2 separate regions of the Mus musculus genome follow, and region 1 is linked to region 2. The links are chromatin contacts, called in public promoter capture Hi-C maps. All regions are on one chromosome and are shown on one strand. The core of a region is the stretch at or near the end of the contact, and the rest is flanking DNA. Distances in the headings are between cores, read along the strand shown. Region 1 holds the start of Katna1 (katanin p60 (ATPase-containing) subunit A1). Region 2 holds the start of Shprh (SNF2 histone linker PHD RING helicase).

The links. Promoter capture Hi-C pulls out the DNA fragments that hold promoters and counts their contacts.
Region 1: a promoter capture Hi-C map of pre-B cells shows a contact between it and region 2. The contact joins the promoter of Katna1 here to the promoter of Shprh in region 2. A contact is called at or near these places in 2 of 39 promoter capture datasets (cranial neural crest and pre-B cells).

The regions. Positions count from the first base shown.
Region 1 is chr10:7,724,515-7,727,550 of GRCm38.p6, forward strand. It overlaps Katna1 (katanin p60 (ATPase-containing) subunit A1), which reads left to right and starts at 1,486. Exons shown (of 11, transcript NM_011835.2): 1 at 1,486-1,609.
Region 2 is chr10:11,147,999-11,150,698 of GRCm38.p6, forward strand. It overlaps Shprh (SNF2 histone linker PHD RING helicase), which reads left to right and starts at 1,432. Exons shown (of 30, transcript NM_001077707.1): 1 at 1,432-1,588.

The DNA.
Region 1 (3,036 bases), core at 236-2,735, 3.4 Mb before region 2:
CCTTTTGGGGGTTTGTCTTTCTATTTCAAACATTTTCACTGACGCCAGGCACAGAAGCCCATGGCTGTAATGGGGACTCTTAAGAGCAGAGAAACTATGAGTCTGAGGTCAACCTGGGGTATGTGATAAGTTCCAGGCTAGGAGAGGTTATAGAGTGAGACTTTGTCTTGAAACAGCAACAAACAGGTATGTGGGAGTAGGTGGATGGGTGGAGGAACATCCTCATAGAAGCAGGGGGAGGGAGGATGGGATAGGGGGTTTCCTGGGGGCCAGGGTGGGAAAGGGGATAACATTTGAATTGTAAGTAAAGAAAATATCTGGATGGCTCAGCGGTTAAGAGCACCGACTGCTCTTCCAGAGACCTTGAGTTCAATTCCCAGCAACCACATGGTGGCTCACAACCACCTGTAATGGGATCTGATGCTCTCTTCTGGTGTGTCAGAAGACAGTTACAGTGTACTCATATACATATAATAAATAATTCTTAAAAGAAAAGAAAATATCCAAGGAAAAAACAACAACAAAACATCACTGAGGTATAATTTACATAAACTCAAATTACAACTTTCATTTCATGTGTAAAACTGTACACCTGGGAAGACATCTCCACTACAGAACATCATTCCCAACTCCTAACTAACTCCCACCCGGATACTTCTGATTAGTTACTACAGATTCATCCTGTAGGTTCTAGGATTTCCTATATATTTAAGTATACCATATACATTCATTTTGCACCTTTGAGAAGCTTTTAAATTATAATCCGGTTTTATAAATTAACAGGCCTTTGCATTTGTATAGATTATAAATCCATCTCTTGGAGTAATTGATCTATATCTCTCTAAGTGGTCTTTTTTATTCTTGCTGATGTGCTGATTATAGTTTTCTGTGCTCTGTGACACTAACGTTCACATCTACTAGAGCAGAAAATATATTTTCTATTTTTGGTGAAAAATTTAGAAGACTTTAAACCCTGTAAAACATTATTTCATATATGCAGTGGCTTGCCTGCATGCATGTATGTGTACCAGTTTGTGCCCTGTGTTTTGTGATATAGGAAGAGGGTGATGGATCACCTGGAATTGGAAATAAAATCTCACCCCTTAGCATGTCTTGAGAGTATTCGCGTTACCCTGACACATGGGTCCCAGGCTTCATAATCCTAAGTACCGGGCTCTAAAGCAAGATTTGTCATAAACGAATTGCTTGAGCACTGACACTCACCTGTAAGAGAGCCCCTGACCTCCTAACCTCAGAGCAGCTTAGTGTAAATCTCCTGCTAAGGCAGAGTGAAGAAGCCCTGGGAAGAGATAATGGTCCACAGAGTAAGTACTGAAGTAGGCGGGGTATTGCCAAGTCCTTCGCCCCGCCTACTTTCCTTCCCCACGCCTACTCCCATTTCCTAGCCGCGGCGCACAGTGCGCAGAAGCACCCCGAGCTCGGCCACGCCCCTCCGCAGGTTCCGCCTGCGCGCGCACGCCCGTAGAGCACGCACTTCCGGGGCGTGTCCCCGCCGGTGCGGGAACTATCCTTTTAAGAGGGGCTTTCCCGGTTTCATTTCAACTTGGTCCCGACCCGGAGCTGCGGCGGGTAGCCTGGGCTGCGCTAGGTGAGTGCTCGGGCCTCCAGGCTCCCTGTTCCGCCCCCGCGACACCCGACCAGGGAACGCGTTCGAAGCTTTCACGCCCCCATCCCGAAACTTCCGCCTTGTAAAATCCCCAGAGCCTGGAGGTTGGGGTTCAGCTTCTTTTCGTACAGTTTGTTAGGTTGGAGTTGTACTGCTTTCTGGTGGCTTACTTCTTTCTGTTGTTTCTCCTTTGTGTTGGCCTTTGTTTTTAGTTTTAGATTTATTGCTATTGTTGAGTATGGTGTAGATGTGGGCGCGTGAGTGGAGGTCAGAGGACAACTCTCTGGGGTCGCTTCCCTCCATCCGCCTTTACGAGGGTCCCAGAGTTGAACTCGGGTAGCCCGGCATGCTGGGCAAATGCCTCTACCTGCTGAGCCCCCTCACCGGCGTTTGTTGTTTTGTTTTTGTTGCTTTTAAAGGTGATAATATTGACGTTCTTTCTCTCTCTCCCTGGCTGTTCTGGATCTCGCTCTGTAGACCCGACTAGCCTTCCTTTACCTCCTGGCGCTGGGATTAAAGGTGTGTGCAACCACGCCACTCTTGGGGTTAGTTTCTTAATCTGAGAGCCTAGTGTTCTCATGAAAGCTTTTGGCTTTTTTGATTTGGCGCTGTGGAGAAAATTTATCCCAGGAAGCATTTGTTTCATTCAGTATGTGGGTTCAGTGGCATACAAACGAAAACTTGTCTTTCTTTCTTTCCTTTCCTTTCTTCTTTCTCTTTTTTCTCTTCTCTTTTCTTCTCCCTCTCTTCTCCCTCTCTTCTCCCTCTCCTCTCCCTCTCCTCTCTCCCTCCCCCTCCCCTCCCCCTCCTCTCCTCTTTCTTTTCTTTCCTTTCCTCTCTTTCTCTTTCTCTTTCTTCTCTTTCTCTTTCTCTCTCTCTCTCTCTCTCTCTCTCTCTCTCTCTCTCTCTCTCTCTCTTTCTCTTTCTCTTTCTCTTTCTCTTTCTCTTTCTCTTTCTCTTCTTCTCTCTCCTCTCCCTCTCCTCTTTCTTCAGTGTCTCTTGTAGCCAGAGCTGGTCCTTAACTCCGGATCCTTTTGCCTCTGCCTTGTACTGCGTGTAGGCTAGGCTTGTAACTGTTGCCAGCCCTTATTTGTTTATTTATTTATAGACAGTGTCCTTTGTAGCCTAAACTGGCCTGAACTTCTGAAACTCTTGCTTCTGCCTGGTACTGGGATTACAGGCGGCTACACTTCCCCCAGTTCAAGCTTTTATTTAGTAATCATTAGTACTTTTTATGTAATTAGCTCCCAAGAGAACAGTGATGCCTGCCTGCCTTTCTTTTCTCTTTTCTTTTCTTTTCTTTTCTTTTCTTTTCTTTTCTTTTCTTTTCTTTCTTTCTTTCTTTCTTTTTTTGTTTGTTGGTTTGTTTTTTTGTTTTTCGAGACAGGGTTTCTCTGTGTAGCCCTGGC
Region 2 (2,700 bases), core at 182-2,681:
AGGAGTCACTTTGGTTGTTACATCTTTTTGTTTAAGAAATACATTCTAGGGAGATAGCGGAGAGTGAGCTCAGAGGTTATGAGATCACTCTTCTCTTGCACAAGATCTGAGTTCAGCTCTGAGCACCCATATTGTGTGGCTCAGCCTTGTCGGATAGAGTAGTGATCTCTTTCTTTGCAAACCAGAACTTGTGTTTATTTTTAACACGTTTCTATAGGTGCCTCCTCTTCTGCCAGCCAGGAGCTTGACTGAGCAGCCATCAGCTTCAAAGCAAATCCTCTATCAAGAGAAAGGTACTGTGCTGAGAATTCAGTCAAAATATTTAAACATTTTGATATTTATACTCTGTTTAGACATGATGTATACTTACTGGACCACAACACAGAAACCAGAAAAAAAAATTAAAATTTTCTTAATTGCAATATTTATCACTATGGACTGGATCCAAGCCTAGCTTAGACATGATACAACACACCTGTATTGTTTCCAAACAAGGCAGCTGAGTTATATGAAAAGTGGGGATTCACGTGTAAGATCTGAGTGTGTCCAATAAGTCGGTTCTCCTGTCTGTACTATCATTAGATTATTTACCATCTACTAGGTGGTAAGACACAGTATTTTCATGAACAGATGTCTCACAACAGGGAATTTCCAGAAAGCCAAATAACAAGCGAACCTTTTCCTCCCCTGGAATTAGCTCTGGTGATTACAAAACAACCAAACAAACAAACAAAAAAAAAAATTACTCCACAGAAAAAAATTCGAAGGACATACAAAGCACTTGGTAAACACACTATTGAAATCCTCAGAGGAGAGACTTTTATGTCTACTGAAGATAGAATTCTCCCTTTGGAAAAGATACTGGGAGGCCTGCTTCAGCATAGCTGTATAATTTTTTTTCTCTTAAAACGTTTAAACATTTAAAGCCTTAGTAATTTTCTTGGCAAGAATAAATTTCTCTCTGGCTTCATTTTTCTCAGTTCCTTTTGAAGACATCGTCTCTGCCTTTTTTTTTTTTTTTTTTTTTTTTCCTTAGCAGATCGAATTCTTTTGGTTTAGTGGATTAATTGTATATTTGTTTGGGTATTATAATTGCTCAGCATCGTGAATTCCGTTTTATGTAACTTTCTGCCTTTTTATGAAAACCACAACTCACATCAAGCCTACCGCTCTGGCAAAGAGCCCCGCCCTCTCTGGCAAGAGGTCCCGCCCCTTCTTTCGGGCCCCGCCCATCCTGCATTTGCTAAAGCCACGGGAGGCGGGGAAAAGAGAGAGGCACAACCACCGCGAGACTTAAACCGTCTTCTACCGGGACCTCAGGGACGGGACATGCGCAGAGGTGCTTTTTGAAGCCAACACCGGAAAGAGGGGCGGAGCGTCCCGACTGGTCCTGCGCGTTCGCCTGGAGCGAGCGCTCCTGCTGGCCTCCTCAGCTGGCGCTGGCGGCTTCCGGCCTGGGTGCCAGGCTTCACCCAGCGTGCAGCGCGCATGCGCAACTCCCGCAGGTGAGTGTGGCGACTGTGGGCCCGGGATCTGCAGCCTGCGAGGAGGGCCGGGCCCGGCGACAGGTGCCTGCAGAGCGGCTGAGGTAGGTGAGGGTGCGTGCGGGCTCTGGGGTTAGAGTCGCGGCGGAGGGAGGCTGGCTCTGCGCGTCAGGGAAACTCCGAGGGCTCCTGCGCAGCTCCGGGATCCGGAGTGATCGGCCCTGCGAGGCCCCGCGGCTCGGCCCCAGCCCGGACGTGGGCCGAGCCCTTCTCGCGTGGGACGGGTGCTTGCTGCCCACGCTTGCGTGCTGAGGCCCTGTCACGAGCTGTCCCTCCGGCTCCTTCTTCGAGGATAACTTGCCTTGCAGGCTGGCGGTGCGTGGGACGACAGGTAGCTGGGAGGGATGCAGAGGCCGCCAAGTTAGGCTGGCAAACTCTCAAGCATTACAGTCGCCTGCAGAAGCGCCCTGGCTCCTGTGCATTGTGTGCACTTTGACGCTGCAGGTAGCGCTAGGTTGGTGAACGAAGATGTTGGTTTCTGGTTAAGGTACCCTGTGGGAGGAACGGTATTGTTTACAGTCTTGCCTTTTCACCGTGGTGCCTTTTAATCCACTTGGCTTGAATTTATCATGGCAAGTCTATGTTTTTCTCCTACGTGTTTGCCTTTGCTCCTGTATTTGCCTAGGTCCCATGATCGCTAACACCACTTTATTCTTTGTCTAAGCTTTTACTCTTTGTCTCAGTTAGGGTTTTACTCCCGTGAATAGACACCATGACCAAGGCAAGTCTTATAAAGGATGACATTTAATTGGCACTGGCTTACAGGTTCTGAGGTTCAGTCCATTGTCATCAAGGTGGGAGCATGGCAGCATCCAGGCAGGCATGGTGCAGAAGATGCTTAGAACTCCACATCTTCATCTGAAGCCTGCTAGCAGAATACTGGCTTCCAGGCAGCTCTTGCAGTCACACACTTACTGCAACAAGGCCACACCTATTCCAATTGGTCCAAACCTTTGAATAGTGATACTCCCTGCCAATCACACTGTTAATCCATAAAACTAGTGTGTGTGTGTGTGTGTGTGTGTGTGTGTGTGTGTTCTTCCCTCCTCTGTATAAGGATCGATCGAAGTTTTGTTAACGCTTTGGGATTGTCAAGCTCATTGGAATTAAAAGAGCAGTGGTGTGGGGTTAAATACAACTAACATGTGAGACAGGC